2 separate regions of the Sus scrofa genome follow, and region 2 is linked to region 1. The links are chromatin contacts, called in public HiChIP or PLAC-seq maps. All regions are on one chromosome and are shown on one strand. The core of a region is the stretch at or near the end of the contact, and the rest is flanking DNA. Distances in the headings are between cores, read along the strand shown. Region 1 holds the start of THRAP3 (thyroid hormone receptor-associated protein 3). Region 2 holds the start of STK40 (serine/threonine-protein kinase 40).

The links. HiChIP or PLAC-seq counts read pairs in DNA pulled down with a chosen protein or histone mark.
Region 2: a contact with region 1 is called in an H3K27ac HiChIP or PLAC-seq map of alveolar macrophages. The contact joins the promoter of STK40 here to the promoter of THRAP3 in region 1. A contact is called at or near these places in 1 of 5 promoter capture datasets (liver), 1 of 47 Hi-C or Micro-C datasets (heart right ventricle) and 2 of 2 datasets of contacts at active chromatin or transcription factors (alveolar macrophages and skeletal muscle).

Annotation. Positions count from the first base shown.
Region 1 is chr6:92,348,743-92,352,295 of Sscrofa11.1, reverse strand. THRAP3 (thyroid hormone receptor-associated protein 3) reads right to left here and starts at 2,275. Exons shown (of 12, transcript XM_021095929.1): 1 at 2,152-2,275.
Region 2 is chr6:92,482,884-92,486,350 of Sscrofa11.1, reverse strand. STK40 (serine/threonine-protein kinase 40) reads left to right here and starts at 1,988. Exons shown (of 11, transcript XM_021095940.1): 1 at 1,988-2,425.

The DNA.
Region 1 (3,553 bases), core at 1,026-3,525:
CTGTACTAGCTATGTCATTAAGTAATATGCTAAGGAGTTCCTGTTGTGGCTCAGCCAAAATGAATCTGACTAGGATCCATGAGGATGCAGGTTCCATCCCTGGCCTTGCTCAGTGGGTTAAGGATCCGGCTTTGCCACAAGCTGTGGTGTAGGTGGCAGATGCAGCTCAGATCAGGTGTTGCTGTGGCTGTGGGCTACAGCTCCGATTGACCTCTAGCCTGGGAACCTCTATATGCCATGGGTGCGCCCCCCCCCCAAAAAGACTGGTGTTAAAGAACAAATGAAACATGCTAAAGAATTACTACGATTGCCCTTGCTGCTATTATTACTACTATTACCACCACTACCGCTAAAATCAGACTGTACCTAGCCTGCAGACTAAAAACATCAGTCCCAAAGTTCCCGTTGTGGCTCAGCGGAAACGAATCTGACTACTAATCATGAGGATGCAGGTTCTATCCCTGGCCTCGCTCAGTGGGTTAAGGATTGGGGGTTGCGGTGAGCTTTGGTGTAGGTTGCAGACACGGCTCGGATATGGCTTGCTGTGGCTGTAGTATAGGCCAAAGGCTACAGTTCTGATTTGACCCCTAACCTGGGAACTTCTGTATGCCATGGGTGCAGCCCTAAAAAGACACATACACACATAAAACCATCAGTCCCCCAAACCAGAGATTTTTCACTGGCGCTAAGAGATTTAAAACACAAAGAGATGGAACTGTACTGTACATAAAGGCTTTTAGTTAAACGGTTCCTTACAGAAACTTCAATTGACCTCTTTTGCAAAATACAATAAAGTCTAAATGGGTGCAGGAAAAAAAAATTTTGGTATCGCTTAGATATGTACACTTGTTCACAAATTTTCCAGCAGAGAATAAACTAAGCCCAATTTGTCACACAAGTTGTTCATGGCAGCAGCCATTTTTGGCTCTTTAATAGGTTTCTAACTATATAATAATACACACATCGGGTCATCTAGATAACAGGACAGACTACAAGAAACAGTATTTCCACAAACTAGGGAAGGGAAGGCCATCTGAAAGGGAAAGAAAATGATGATGTGATAAAGGCCTTTCCACTGCGGTCCCACAATCTATAAATCCTAAAAGTGGTGATAACGATAATAGTACGTAATACTATTGTCGGTAACGAGCTAAGCGGTTTTCAGCTTAGCTCATCTAATCGTCACAGTAACCCTATAAAGTGGCCACTGTTACTCATCACTATTTTGCAGATAAGAACACTTGGAAGTGAAGCCCCTTGACTTGAAACCTAACTTGAACTCGGGCAGATGGCTCCGGGATCCTTCTGTTATGCTGCCACCAGAATCTTCATTGGCTCTCTCTTGCCAGGCTCGGATACACTCTCAGGTGTTTCCTTCAATCCAATTAATAACCTCCCCGTAAACACTGTACTACCACTAATGGCTTCGAACTTTTGGGCGCCAGCGCTACTTGCCAGCTTCTGCCCTAAGATTAACTCCAAGAGAACAGCTGATAAAAGTTCCCTGGGTGCTAGGGAAGGCGAAGAAAATTACCTCACTGAAGCAGAACACAAGCCGATGGATGACTAAAGGAAGGCAAGTCGGCCTCACCTCCAGTCCAAGAGACTGAAATGAAAGTGGGCGCACAAATGTTCCCGTGGCTGATAAATTTGGACTATGCCTCCTCTGGCCACAAGGCAGAAAGGAACGGAAGAGGTACTAACATTTATTGAGTGCCAACCACATGCGCCCTAGAAGACAGAACCAGGCCAATGGAGATTAAGTGGGGGGGAGGGTACTCAAGAGTTCCGGGAAAAGGAGAAATCCAAATAATGGGGTTCATCCGACTAAAGGGGGAGATGAAGGAAATGAAGGCCTCTCCCTGGCAGCTTTCAAGGAAGCAAAAAAGGGTAGAAGCTGCTCCGGAGAAAAGGCGGCCCCGAACGTCGGGATCTAGGCCGGAGCAAGGGGAAGCCCTGAAGGGCGGGGAGGGGGAGGAGCCGGAGAGAGCGGGGCCCGCTCAGAGGAGGCCGGGGGGTAGGCGCGGGGGAGCGGCTCCGCGCCAGGGCCTGCCAGAGAACGCTGAGCCAGCAACCGCAGAGAAAAGCTAAAAAACGAAATGACTAAAACCGATTGAGCTGCCCCAATCCCGATCAAGGGCCCTCACTTACCTGGGCCCACCGCAGCGATCGCAGCTGCAGCCTCGCAACGGCACAACCGGCCCGAACCTCGCCCCCGCCCGACAGCGCGCCCCGCGTCCGCGCTCTCTGACGGCGGTAGCGGCGGCGTCGCCCCGCGGCCTCCTGGGAAATGTAGTCTTAGGCCCGGCCCTTCAAGCCAACTTGACGGTCTACGGAACTACGTTTCCCACAAGGCAAGGCGAGTGTTGGGCCCGCCGCTTTGCGTCACGAGCCAGGTTGTTGGCAGTCACGTGGGCTGCTCCAATCCCCCCTCCCCCCGCCTGGGTGGCCTGGGGAAGAAGGAGGGAGGTGGACGGAAGGGGCGGGGGCGTTGCTGACGCCAGGGCCCCCACCATTTTGGAACCATCCTGTAGGGAGGGCCTGAGCCCCACCTACTCGTGGCCTGCCTGCGTTGTGGAAAAGCCTGAAGTGTGAATCCGCTCGCTTGGCGTTGGGTGTCTGCCTTGCCACCTCTCGCTTTGTGACCTTGAGCAAATCTTCTCCCCTCTCTGAGCCTCAATTTCCTCCCCAAGGAAATGAGGCTCGTAATTTCTACTCCGCTGAATTGTGAGGCTCCGAGAAAGTAAGGCGCAAGGAAAGCGTCTAGTCTCCTGAAAGCGCGCCTCAAAACGAAGTTGTTTTTGTGATTGTGTGACTTCCTATGGAGACCCAGAAGCCCACCTGGGCAAAGCTCTCTCCAAACTCGTCTCCCGCCACCGCTCCCCCCCACTTCCGTGACAAAGGGAGTAGGTAAAGAGGTTTTCAGTAAAGGGGTTTTCGGAAAGTGTTCTCCTGTGAAGCTCGTTAAAATGGATGCCATCACCTATTGAACCAGAGGTTTCCTGGGAAGTACAGCTTTGGAATGTGCATAATAAGCAAACCTCTCTAGTGATTCTTTTGCACATATAAGTTTGAGAGCCAGGGCTTTTCCACGGGGTTTTTGCATAGGCTGGTTTCCGCTAGAATTCCCGCTGTACTGAACTTGAATCTTTTAAGACTGAGCTCAAAAATCACCCCTTCTGTGAAGCTCTCCAAGTTTACTAGCTCCTCCTGGTCCCTGTCCTCCCATAGTACCTTTCCATCTTATTTTATAGTTATCAAGAACTGTGTTTGTCTTCCCCATCAGACTGTGAGCTGAGAACAGAGATCTGTTTTGCTGGAGTTCTGCATCCCCAGGGCAAAGTAAACAGAATAAATGTGAAAAGATATTGAAGGAATCTGCCTTTCCTGCAAGAAAAACTCACCAGGCTCAACTCAAATCTTAGTGCCACCATCAGCCTTCATGCTTACTGGCCTCACTGCTTACTCTTTTTTTTCCTTCTTTGAGCACTTACTGTGAGCTGCATGCTGTGTAGTGCTTCTTAAAAGATTCTGATTCAATTTAATTTTCTTT
Region 2 (3,467 bases), core at 739-3,238, 130 kb before region 1:
TTGTCTGCCAGGCCCTGTGCTAGGGGCTTTACATGCCCCAGGAGGGCAGAGCTGTGGTCTCTTCAGTCCCACTTGATCTCTAGCACCCAGTTCCACGTTCTGCACGTAACAGCCACTCCATACATCTTTGTGGCATGAAAGAATCATTGCATTTCATCATGACAACTGCCGGGGGATGTGTATTAGTAGCCCCATTTTACAGATGACCAAACAGCCTCAGAGAGGTTAAGTGACTTGCTCAAGGTCAAAGAGCCAGTGTACAGCAGTGAGGATTTGAACTTGTATTTCTCAAACTCTATGCTCTCAACTATGACACTACACTGGTGTGCCTCCCAGCAGTCCTGACACTGGTGACAGGGTAAGATAAGCAGTGCCTCTGCTCATCACAGTGGTGGTACCCAGCCACCCGGTGTGGGCCTGGCACTCAGAACTTGCCTTACCTCGGGTTTAGGGGCTAGGCCACAAAGAGAAGGCAGAAGCCAGCCAGTGGGAAGGGTTTGCTCTGTTTCAGAAGCCTAAGGACGTTCCCTGGGGTTGAAGGTCTCCTCCTCTCCTTCTGTGATAGGCAGATCTGCCTGTACCTCATCAAGCAACCATCTCATGCTGTTGTGACAGGCATCACTTTGTTATGGCAGTGCTGTCTGCTAGTATGCCCAGAGTTAGAGAGCCAGCAGGAGAGCATGTCACCGTGTGTGTGTGTGTGTGTGTGGTGTGTGTGTGTGTGAGAGAGAGAGAGAGAGAGGTCTCATGTTGGTGTCCTGGTGACAATTTTTCATTTCCTCTGACTGGCACCTTTCCTTTCTATTCATTACCTCTTCTACTCTCCTCTTTCTCTTCCTCCTCTTTGTTAAAATTCTCTATTTTGAATCTGCTGAGAGCCTCTTGGGGGTGGGATGGTGGTGTCAGCTCCAAGTGATTCATCTAGCTGATAATTAGAGCTCTGGAAAACCCAACACTCATTCCTGTCAGAGTCAGGGCTTCCGGAATCCCTAGGCTTTTCCCTTTGTCAGAGAGAGGAGCTTGCGGGGCCAGGCTGGGCCAGGCTTCCTTGTACTTGACTTTCAGCCTTCCACTGCTCAGTAACTATGAGCATTCTTTTTTTTTTTTTTTAAATGGCCTCACCTGCAGCATACAGAAGTTCCCAGGCCGGGAATGAATCCAGGCTTCAGCTGCTGGGTCGTTTAACCTACTGCACCAGGCTGGGGATCAAACCCAAGCCTCCACAGCGACCTGAGCGACTGCAGTCAGATTCTTAACCCACTTGATCCCACCAAATGTTACCTCTACTTTGACAGAGAAGGTTAGAGAACTTGCACACAGTCACTCACCTTGTAAGGGATACAGCAAGGACTCAAATCCAAACTTTTCGGCATCTGCCAGTCTTGGTTCAAATCACAGCCCTGCCGTTATTAGCTGTGTGTCTTTGGACAGGTTACTTTCCCTCTTGGAGCTCAAGCTTCTCCATCTATTCACAGACCCTTAATGGCTGATGTCTCTAAAGTGCTTAACATAGTATGTGACAGCACAGTGGGAGCTCTCTTTATTATTGTTATTCAGCCCTGTCAGCTCAGCGTGCACCAGGCACTCAGAGACAAAGAGATGGACACAGGAGGAAGTAGCCAGACTCACACCAACTCTCCCGTCCTAGTACTGCCTGTGTAGGCAATGACAGATAAGTGCCAGCCACACACCCTAGGGAAACGCAGCAATGCACACAGGATTGAACACGTGTGCCCACACAGGGATACAGAATGACACCCCCGGAGTTAAACAGTCAGACGCAACAGTCAGACGCGGCAAACACCCTGGCTCACACCTCGGAGACAAAGGAATAGAGCCCTGGTCGCTAGTGCTGCTGCGACGGAGCCCTTTTAGCTGCTTCTGCAAACCAGCAGAGGGAAGCCAGGCTCTCAAAGGGCCGCAGTGAGTCACCAGCCTGATGCAATCCCTTTAAAGGGCTCATCTGCTGGTGCAAGAAGCTGATTCATGGAGGGCGTGGTTGCTGGAGGAGGAGGAGAAAGGGACCGAAACTGCTGCAGGAGGGGCTGAGGTTAGGTGGCTGGAATAGCTAATAGGAACTCTTTACTGTAAACCTCCTTGGTCAAGACTCCAGAGATCTTCAGATTGAAGCGGGGTTTCTAAAAAACCGAGGGGCCCAGAGGGAAATGAATTGTGAGGGCTGCGACAGGAATTCCAGTCATTGATTGAACCTCACGGCAGCGCTCTCCGCTCAGGACTCCAGAAACCGAGAAATGGGGGTCAAGGAAGAATCACTTTTTTGATAAATACACTACAGCTGGCCGATCTTCAGACTGCTGGACACGTCTCCAAGCCCGGGAGGGCAAGTGTAGGGCACCAGAGGCTCAGTGAAGTCGGGGCGGGAGCGGTGCCTCCTGGCCTGGCTCACAGCTGACATAGATAAGCGGTAAGTACCGCCCCTTAGAGTCTAGGCCTCCAATCGTTCCCCAGGTTTCGGCCAGGGCCCCGCCCTTAACCAATCCTCCGTCGGATTCTGGCCTCTTGCCTGAAGGCTTCCGCCCATCGTCAAGATGGCGCCCAATCCCTGCGCCTTGGGCGGTAGACACCAGCGAGGGGCGGGGCTGTGGCTCGGCCCGGGAGGAGGGGGCGGTGCGTCACTTCCGTTGTCAGGTGGCGGCGCCGCAGCCATGGAGGGAGGCGGCGGCGGTGGTGGCGGATGGGGCTGCTGTGCTGAGAGGCGACGGTGAGCGGCTCCCACGCCCCCGGCCCGGCCCCGGCCCCCCGGGACGGAGCGCCGAGCAGCCCCGGCTCCGGGCTACGGACTATGGGCGAGTAGCGCTGAGCACCGGGGGAAGGTGAGAGAGGGGCTCTGGAGCGGGGAGTCGGGCGCCGGGGGGGGGGTGCAGGTTGGCGGGGCGGGCCTCGGGGGCTGTGGCGCGGGGACCAGGGTGACAGCCTGAGGCTGTCCGGCTGCAACAGAAACGGCAACAGCGAATACCCGGTCCTCTACCGGGTCTGCCCTTCCCGGGTGCCGAGTACCGGACGGCTGTGGAGAGTCTCGGTCCCCCCGCAACCCTGGGAGGTGGCACTGCCAGCCTAGTCCGGAGTCACTCCGCCAGTCAGTGAAGGTGCCGGATTTGAACCAGCCAGATTTTTCCCAAAAGACGCCCTCTGCCTCTCCATGCTGCCCTCCTGATCCCGAGAGTGACTTGGAAGTTGGAACGAGTCCCCAGGGAGGACCAGCCAGGGCTTCCTCCAGGAACCCTAACCCGCTGGCACGGGCACCATCGCTATTGGGGAATTTTCGAATTCCGGGCGGCATACAGGTGCGAGTCTGAGCTACCTGTGCTTGCCGGTGCTACGTTTGGTTAGCCTTTTCCAAGGAGAGAGCCTGCTGCTATGGTCACTGTTTCACCTGCCATGCCTTATCAGGCCCGCCCATTCCCACACCACTTGGCCCCACCTTTCAGCCCGTAGGTAGGGACATT